Regions from separate parts of the Mus musculus genome. Here region 1 is linked to region 2. A link is a contact called in public Hi-C data. All regions are on one chromosome and are shown on one strand. Each heading gives the region's core, a stretch centred on a gene start, on an enhancer-like site or on the middle of the called end of the contact. The rest is flanking DNA. Distances are from core to core; before and after follow the strand shown. Region 1 overlaps Mir99ahg (Mir99a and Mirlet7c-1 host gene (non-protein coding)). Region 2 has its middle 130 kb from the start of Gm31258.

Region 1 (5,066 bases), core at 1,521-4,020, 270 kb before region 2:
TTCTCAAGCTTATTTTGACTACAGTAAAAAGTGGATTGTTTTCTTGAATTTCTTGCAGTGGATGGCAACTTTCAGGTTTTATCTTCAATGTGCGAACAGTAACACAATCAGCCAGATCGTCACTGGCTCTAGATTTGTGCGTTTCTATGCATTGGGGGAGATTAACAGGTGTCTCAAGTTCTTTAGAGATCCCCACGATAAACAGGTCCATAAGGAGGAGCACTGGGATCTTATAAATGATATATATAAAACATTATAGAATAGATCTTCGTAGTTGCCTTAAATACATATTTCAGTGGAACAGTTCCATTTACATTGCTGTTTGTTGATTACCACACCCAGGTCTAGGATTTCTACACCATCTCCACTGAAAAGCTGCATTATTAAAACCACAGGTCTCATCTGTCCCTTCCTTCTACCTCAGTAACCATAAGCATTGGTATTTTTCTTTATCCATTTGCCTATTCTATTGACCCCAGACGGTGATACTATTACAATATTTCTCTTCCTGTTTCTGGCTTTTTTTTAATAGCATTATGCGAGCAAGGATCCTTCATATGAAGAATGTTAACAGGACATTCACTCTTATTTAAGGCTGAATAATATTCAAGTATATATATATACCACCTTTTTTCCTCAGTGATCATTTGGGATTTTTTCTTTCTAGGGAATTATTGTAAATAATGCTGCTATGAATGTAAATGTGCAAGTATATGGTTCTCACTTCCCTTTTGTGTCTATGCCCCGAATGTCAGGCTTTTGTTGCTACGAGACACTAGAAATGCATTTTTTAGGTACAGAATTCAGCAATTCCTTCATCCTTTTATTACTGCATCAGTCTGAATTCCATCATCCATTAAATAAAGTCTAATAATCGTATTCATAGACTTCATTGTGCAGCCTGTGCTTGATAGACAGCACTGGCTTCAAATCTTCCTGTTGCTCTTCGTCTAACATGCAAGTCTGGTTACCAAAACTGCAGAGTGATAGAAATTACTTTCATTTATAAAACACCATAAGAAGAAAGAATTTTCAGAAAGAGAATTAAAACATTTTATTGACAGTGCACATATTTAGTGATCAATGCCAACTTTGGTTCGTTACAGCAGCTCTTTATTTTGAAATCTTTCTAAATATGTTACTTGTTACTCTGAAAGTTCAATAGCGATACACCATCAATTGAAATTTAGTGCACTCCAGAGAAAGCATTAAACCTTAGTTTCAAAATTGAAGACGTATCAACTCATACAAACGTAGAGACCAACTGTATGAAAGGAATGTTTTCAGGTTAATGCATGCCTTTTCCTCCAACTACATCATCAACCTTTTCCTTTTAGTTAAAACTTTAGACGTATGAATATATCTCTCACTTTAATAATGCATCACAAACTATGGACGCCACACAGCTTTCAAGCTACATAAAGTTATTGATGGCACAATGATCACAGAATGCAAGCATGTGCAATATGATTTGTTTGCGAAACAATAGATATTTTATGGTCCATTTCCTCCACAGAATGCTCAAAACCTTATTAAGTTTACCCAGGGTCTTTGCCCTTTCATGTTCATATGGTTTATATGTGCTGTGGCATGATGTGAATTGGATGTTAAACTCTACACATTTTCCTTCCCATCTGCTCTTGGTTCAAGGCCGTAGTAAAAGAGAAAAGTAAATAATCCCAGCTTTTCTTTAATATCATTCTTCATGTTTCCCACACTCAACTGAATTTTATTACAGAATCAGTCTCTGACTTCCTATTTATTTTATCCTTCGGTCAAACCTCAAGGTAACACCTTTCATGGGTTCATATATTAAGTTTCTTTTATGGAAATGTCAAAATTGTCTCTGTACTGAAGGAATCCAGAGCACATGCTTATATGCGCCTATAAATTTACTCTGCGATACTTATTGGCAATGCTGACATTTAGTGCTCACTATGTCCTATATGTAATGCAAAACTGTAATTACTTTCTTTTAACGTATAAATATGTTTTATTTCAGGTCATTTACTTCTTATAGGAACCATGAACACTTCTCTGACTGTGCAAGTGTACTAATGATTCTACGCGTGTATACACAAGATATGATGTCTAAGCTTCAGTTTGCTTAGTTTCCTCCTGAGGTTGCATACAAGGTAGGGAGTAAACATATATATATTACCAATTAAAAGGAGTACTTCCTCATAGTATGAGTTAATTGCACAATAAAAAAAGTAGTCTGCGAGAGGTCTTCATTTCTGAGATTTCTCTGATAAACTACCCAAGGTTCTAGCTAGTCAAACTATTGCTGACCGTGAACGGCCAGAGATCATCACCATCAGTGAGTTAGGAATTCTAGCTCTTACAGCCCCGAATCTGGATAGATCCCCAACATAAAGTATACATTGTAACTTTTGAGCACATCTGGTCTACACTATCTTAAATCTTTGAGAGTCAGTTTTTTGAGCATACGGTAAACCACCTGCATTCAAGCATGTGAAGAGAGAACTGTGTCCTTTGAAAAGTAATATTTGAATTTGGTGCGTCTTCACAAGATGTGTCAATCAGATACATGGATGAAACCTCCACCCCTTTGTCTCCATACACGGACTTAGATTATTCATTGAACAGGCTCCTGAATTAGACGATATGAGGTTGTGTTTGCTATATAACTCCCTGCGATACACAAGCTCTGGCTTGCTCTTTATGTCCTGAATTTCCATGGCTCAGACAGAGGTGGAATAAGAACAAGGATTAGTTGTTGCCACTAGAGGGCAGTAACAACAATTTAATAATACAAAGCATGTTCCTGCTTGTCCCCAGCACAGGGAAACAATGAGTTTGTGTGGGTGAGGTCTTAGGAACCTCTGGTTCTAAAAGAAGGAACAATGCCTTAGAGATAAATTAACTAAAACTCTTTTATTGCCATCGTGTTCAAATCACACTTTGCGAGGCTTTCAAGGTTAAAAAGTCTTGTTTGCATGTCCTACTCCTAACTATGAGAACAGGCTATTTTCTCTGGTAAGAGCTTGAAAATAGATGGCTGTTTATTAGAAGTAGGCTCTCAGCATAAATATTGAAAGAAATTCATTACTGTGGATTTAAGACCTTTCACTTTTTTATGAGAGTATACATACACAATTTCTAAGTGCAAGTGTTCAGAATTTTCATGGAAAATCATACTGGATAGACAAATTCGTCTTTTACTAGGTATCTCCCTCATAAATTCTCTATGAGCACCATAAGAAAATGCTCCATCAAGCTAAACAGTAGGAGGGAACACACGAGTTCGAATAAAAGGATGTAGGATTCTAGCACCTACAAATTCAATTCTATTGATATCCTCGTTAGCATTCAAATATGTCTGCTTGCTATTCTGAGGGTTTCCACGTGAATATTTAGCAATTTTCTCAAGGAAAGGGAAGAGAAGCTTCTTAATCAAACTGTAAGTTCCTTTGCAGATATAATTATGCAACCTCATTGTCATTCTTGATGCTCCAGGAATTGAGAAACACATGTTAATGTTGATCAGATCTGCCCTGTAATGACCCATACGACACTGGAAAGTGCAAACTCAATGCTCCTCTGACCATGAGGCGCCCCTAACTCTGTCAGAGTGGTCATTTACTGATACTTTTATATCTAACGAGATATAAAGAGCAAATATATAGATATACATATATATAGATAGACAGATAGATATAGATATAGATATATAGATATATAGATATATAGATATTAGATATGAAGACACCCATAGTGTATTATTCGAGTCAATATGTACAAAATCACAAAGTCAAGTGAGGTTTATACACATTTCTAGACGCTTACACTCTGTCCTTGTGCTTCCCTTTTATGGTGGGTACCTGGAATTACTCATAAGTACCTGACACCTTCACCATGCTGTAAGCTGCCCTGCGCCCTGCTCTAGACTGATTCCCAGAAGAAACAGATGGTTGGGAAGTGGGATGGATGCTAAAGCAACAGCCCCATAGCGAGAACTGGGAAACTGAATCCAATCCAACTTGAAAAGGTTTGCACGAAGTCCAACCGAGGTTGCCTTGGCTTATCCAAGACAATGATTTCTACATTTCCAAAAACTATTGTTTTATTTATTTAGCTCTCAAGGATGATGTGTTTGGTTTGTATTTAGAGCTATGCAGTAAATAAATAAAAAAAACCTATATTACAAAAAGGCAAGGTCTAGAGATTCAACCTTGACAGTCTGGCGAGTGGGTATTGTAATGTTACACAATCTGACAGTATCTAGGTGCTTACATATGGTATGCTAGACATCTTAGGTGTGTTTACATACTGAGGAAGAGCATGAATGGCTAAATGAAGTAGTTTTCAGATTGACAAAAATCTGAAGGCATGTAAGTTCTGGGCCATTGAGGGATAGGCCTGAATTTACATTTCTGTGTCTGAGGACTTCACTCTGTTTGTCACATAAATATTCATGAGAATTTATTTATTTCTAGAATTAGTCCATGAAAGATGTGTTTCTGGATAGGTGTGCATCAATATTGACACATGCAGTCTGAAAGTGTTGGTACTTCTCAAACTCAACTTTCCCATTGTGTTTGCAGCTAAAATCCATAATGAGTTCAGTATCAAACCAGTCAGTGGATGGCCACTTCTCCTTGGAGACTAGCCATAATTTCAGTTCTCTTCTATCGTGGGCTTGGACACAGACCTACATACTCATTTATGATTAAACTGGAGATACTTATTAAAAGGTAAGTATGAAGAATCATTACATTTTTCAGGACAATGATAATAATTTTGAATGGTCTCATATTTTTTCTTTTAACTTAACACATAGTGTAGAAACAAAACATATGAAATTTTCTAAACTACTAACATTCAGGTGCCAGACCTAAAAGAAAAAAATTCAAGAACAGCTTGTCTGTTTGGCTTTATCCCTTTGTTCACAAAATAATGTATTTAAGAACATAAATCATTACTTGACACTCGAGTTAGAAATGAACAATATACATCACATTTCCAGACCAAAACAAAAGCAAGCAAGCAAGAGAAAAACCAACAAAAATATCACACCCGCAATAAAAGATAATAACAAGGAA
Region 2 (5,048 bases), core at 1,457-3,956:
GCCATCAATGGGAGGAAAGACTCTTGGTATTGCGAAGATCATATGCCCCAATACAGAGGAATGATAGGGCCAGGAAGCAGGATTGGGAAGTTTGGGGAGCAGGACAGGGGGAGGGTATAGGAGGTTTGGGAGATAGCATTTGAAATGTAAATGAAGAAAATACCTAATAAAAATTTCAAAAACAAAAACAAAAAAAAAAAGGAATAGATGACAAAATGTAGTGGAAATACTTTGTAAATCAGAATGTCCCAGGGCACTGCAGTTAATCTCAGACAATTATTATATATTCATAAGCATCTAGAGTTTCCATGGAAGAATCCATTTGTAACATAAATCTGTTCATCTATATTTTTCCAAGCCAGTCATTTAAATAGGATGTGTTCTCTTACTTGCCTCATTGCAAGGGAAATAAAAGATGCTTTACCAAGCGTCCTTAACTCACAGTTGTCTTATTCTCCCACTTGGTAACCTCAACATGTCACATACGAAGTAAACTTTGTGAACAGCACAAAAGCTTACTTAGAAGACATTCCATGCATATTGCTATACGAGACAACTTCATGGTCCGACAATTAAACATTCTTGGTAAATTTCAGTAATTTTCCTTTTCAGTTTTGTCTCCCTTGAAAGTCTCATTAAGAATATACTGATATACTTCTTTGGAGGAAAGGAAGAAATTGTAGATTATATTCTTAAAACATGTCTGCTTGCTGAAAAATATAGATTGAAAAATACAGCATTGATAAAAATTTATCTGGATATAGCTCAAATATTAGCTCAAAAATTTTATTCCTGGTAATATGCACACACACACACACACACAGTGTAATTTTATTGTTATGCTCCTATAGCAAAAATAATAATAGGTTTAACCTTAGGCTCAAAATGTACCAAGATTCAGGTTCTTGGCCACTTTAGCAGAGTCATATATGATTCCATGTCATGGGGATCAAACAAATGCGATCAAACAGGACTTGTGTCCATATCACCTCATTGAGACTGTGGTAGCCTGCACAAACCTGCACTGGTTCAAACCCAGACAAGGCTCCAAGTACTGAGAAGAAAATAGACATGGGGTTTCATCGCTAAACAAGAAGCAATTTGCATTTAATATTTACTGCAGAAAGGAAAATACATTTTCTCCAATGGGTGTCACTGGGTATTTGAACCACACTCCAGGATATACCCCATGCCCAAGAATAGCTGTCCAAAAAACAAGAAACACACACACACTCAGAAGCCTTTGTGATTATTTTGGCGACTTTAGGTAGGTTTTTGTTGTTTTCTGGGGGCTCTTTTGTTGTTGTTTTGCTTTGCTTTGACTTAAGGTTTTTGCTTTGATTTTTGTTTTCTTTGTATGTTTTGTTTTTGAGGAGGAATGGTCATGGAGAAAAAGCATGACCAAAATATGTTGTAGGAAATATTTCAAAGAAAGAAAAAGGAAGGAGTTCACTTAAAATAAATCAGGGAAGGTGCGAGAATACACTGATGAATTAGGTAAGAGAAGTAAAAACTCATAATTTGAAAACTATACAATTTTATACCTACTGAAACTTTAGGAAATAAATCAGAGATTTTTTTTTTTTTATGGCACAGTAGTACAAAATGCCAGCCCTGGAAAGTCAAATAAGCCCATTTTGTGCAGTTGATAATATAGTACAGGAATGTTGAAATGATTTCCCATAATCAAAGAGAATGGTTTCGACACACTTGTGTGGAAACAAGAACAAGAGGAGAAAACCATGGTAAACCAGATAAAATGAAGGATGAGAGTGGAGAAGTGTCATTTGACATTTGACCAAATCTATGCACTTTAATGTTCCCTACAAATAAAATAACAACCGTGCTGTTTACACATGCTCTCCCTCCGTCCTGGAGATAGGCCAAGGCTCCACAACTGAACACTTTATCTGTCTGCAAGGAAGACCAGGCAAAGGCAGTGCACAGATGCCCTCTTTTCTGCTTCAATCTGTGTTAAAAGCCTTAGTGTTTAGGGTAAGTTACATATTCAATTGGTCTTAATATTTATAAAAGCAGAGCAATATTGGCCTTTGCTTGCACAACTTGTTCTCGGCTCTCCGAGGCTTATATCATGGTTGTCTGTCATCATTTTCATATATCTGATGATGTAGTTTAACATTTATTTTGAGCACACGGTATTGCTGGTAGACATTTTTTTCTTTTTATTAAAAGCTTTAAACGAGCTAAAAAGAATTCTGGACATTCGCAATAGGATTTCAAAGCTTAAAGAGATATAAGAGGTCATCCAGCATCTTCAGATTTATAGATAGAAACTAAGACCCAGGAAGTTGAGGACAAGCTATGCTTATAGAGCAGTGTTGCAGAATAAGAAGGGAGATTGCACAATCAGAGAGCAAGGATGTCAGTGTTGAAATCAACCCACGATTTATAAGTGTGAAATATTAGGAAATTACTTAGCCCTCAATTGGGGATTGTGACATATCTAAAGTCCACTAATCTATTTGTGAACTTAAGTTCATTCATCTGAAAAAAGAAATGGAGATGATAATAAGCTTTCAGATCGACTGATAGATACAAAGATTATGTATTAAAATACTTTAAAAATAGATTAGTTGCTATTTTAAACTTACTAGCAGAGGTTTTTAAAATCCTCAATCTTGCTTGTTCTTACAGAATGTGATGTCCGAGTGAGCTAGTCATGCTCTTAAATGCTTTTAGTTAAAAAGGCCCTGCTTCTTGCCGTCACCCTTCAACAGTGTCTTTATGAAGCCTAGGTGATTAAGCCATACGGTGGGTCCTCAACATTGAATGTGAGATGCTACAGGCAGCCCAGCTCAAAGAGTTCAGGAAATGCTTTATGCTACGGCTTTGGACTTGAGAGACACAGTTTATGGATATAGAAAAGGGTTCTAGAAAGGTCTGTAGTAAGAAAAATCGGCTTATCCAAAATTTCTTTGCCACACTTAATAAGTGATGACTGTTAATAACTGAAAGATTAAACATTGCACATAAAACTTCTTCCCTAAGAATTGCATATAGAAAGAGTTGCAAAAGGCACAGAGGCACGGGGTTAATGGAATGGATAGCTTAGAGATGATGGATTAGTCCCTTCTAAGTATTAAGTGTCTAGACAAGTGGCTTATTTTCACTTTGCATGATTCACATACAGGATGTGTAAATCGGAGGAGAAGCCGAATGAATATAGGACTTAATACTATAAAGTACTGAAGAATAAGATAGTGGCATTGCCTGTCTTTAACACCGTTATTGTAATGAACACCTTGAATTTGTAATTTTAAGCCTTCTGTAATTTTTTTTCCTCAGTAAATTATACCTCCTAATTTTATATCCACAAACCATGATTCTATCCCGTTAAAAACAAGCATCTCAATCTATATATGGAAAAAAAAACAACAAAAAGTTTCTTAAAATTAAAAATGTATTATCAAGAAGGACTTGTCTTACTTGAAGGACTCTAAATTATCTGTCAGCATCTATTTAAAAAAAAATGAAGCATCAGATCTTTTAAGCTCTGAAACTGCAGAAGTCATATTAAGGTCTCTGCTATAAAAGGAAGTGTTTTTTCTACAGGTAGGTAATATTTTACAGACAGATTACAAACCATCACCTCACACGGACGGACAGAGAGGCACTGTAGTGGCTGTAACTTAATCTCCACGTTCTGGCGATCTCAAATCTCTGGAGTGTCACTTTATGGTTTACAATGCAGTTACATCACAATCCCTCAATAGAATTACAGCCTGCTCACTAATCTCTCCCTATCAGGTATCCTGTGAGGAAGGAAGTTGTGAGGCCCCAAAAGAAAGACTCAGTGGCGTGAATGATTGCATTCAGTCTCTTTCCACAACAATATCTGTAAGTCTGGAGGTGATAAATGGCACCCATGTTATAAATGAGCAACAGGGTCAGTAGCAGCAAGGAGCCAAGGGTTCAAAGAAAAGGCTCCGTCCTGATGGGTTCAGGAAAAGGCCACATACTGCTGGCGTGCATCATGGCAGATAAATCCTCCAAGATGGCTTGTTGCAATTACAAAACAGAATTAGAAAAGGCTGTTATTAAAGAGCCAAGATTTCTGTCCAGGAGTTGAACAAAGAACATTGATTAGCACAAAAGACATTCTTTTTCCAGTGGGGGGTGAAAAAATCCTGACATGACAAGAATCCTGGTGGAAAATATCCTCAAATTGCTAAACGATTCATTAACACTGAAAGACAAGTAACTGGATAACATGTTTATTTTCTTGGGCTCTTTTTTTTTTTAACCTCCTGTAAACAGTTACAAAGAGTTCAGGAGAGACACTGGTTGAATAACTTCTCTAAAGCTAGGAGGCTTCATCCTGGCTCTACAGAACCTCCTCTGTTGAATTAAATAAAGTTAATATGCTCTGCACTTATCAACTAAAATATAGGATTTCTCTGAGCTTATATCTGTTAAAGACCTTGTGTTAGGGTAAAATCATCTGAGAAATTCTCATTTGCCTGTTTCGCAATGAAGATCATGAAACCCTGACCCTATTCACACTGTCTGATGCGTAAAGGAGAAATTAGGATTTCAATGGTATGGATAGTGAATCCCTGGTGCCTACTTCAACCTTTTGCTCAGGAGGTAGTTTTCTCAAACAAATAGTTTTCTCAAACAAATGAGACTTGTTCCCTGGAGAGAATTACTCTGCCCCTGGCTCAATTGCTATATATGTCTGTGTAGGTTTCAATGTCTACTTTTACTTGGCATTTATTTGTTAATAAAGCCCATTTGCATCATACTGACACTTTCTGTTAGGATAATGGTGCAAAACTAGGTTAGAATATGGGAAGGGGCAGACATTCCCGTTTCCATTACTGTTCATACAGAGAGGTCTTACACCAAAGATCTAGAAGAGAGGCAAGAGGACATCCTGCCTTAGTTATTTTTTTAACTGGGTATTTATTTCATTTACATTTCCAATGCTATCCCCAAAGTCCCCCACACGCTCCCCCACACACTCCCACTTCTTGGCCCTGGCGTTCCCCTGTACTGAGGCATATAAAGATTGCAAGACCAATGGG

Evidence for each region. A called contact is a pair of places that touch in the nucleus more often than the background predicts.
Region 1: a contact with region 2 is called in a Hi-C map of bone marrow-derived macrophages, with 1.9 times the contacts expected there. The contact joins two enhancer-like sites. A contact is called at or near these places in 2 of 15 datasets of contacts at CTCF or cohesin (pro-B cells and stem cell-derived epiblast-like cells), 25 of 484 Hi-C or Micro-C datasets (the C10 cell line, the HL-1 cell line, the HPC-7 cell line and 14 more) and 2 of 115 datasets of contacts at active chromatin or transcription factors (acute myeloid leukemia and stem cell-derived neural progenitor cells).

What each region holds. Positions count from the first base shown.
Region 1 is chr16:77,441,930-77,446,995 of GRCm38.p6, reverse strand. All of the region lies in intron 2 of Mir99ahg (Mir99a and Mirlet7c-1 host gene (non-protein coding)), which reads right to left. Among named protein-coding and RNA genes, the nearest start is that of 9430053O09Rik, 24 kb to the right of the region's middle. Within about 2 kb of position 2,770, at least 27 of the 459 cell types and tissues checked have an H3K27ac peak or open chromatin away from gene starts, as enhancers often do. A contact at or near this core is called in bone marrow-derived macrophages, where this site is marked.
Region 2 is chr16:77,172,254-77,177,301 of GRCm38.p6, reverse strand. No RefSeq gene overlaps it. Among named protein-coding and RNA genes, the nearest start is that of Gm31258, 130 kb to the left of the region's middle. Within about 2 kb of position 2,706, at least 36 of the 459 cell types and tissues checked have an H3K27ac peak or open chromatin away from gene starts, as enhancers often do. A contact at or near this core is called in bone marrow-derived macrophages, where this site is marked.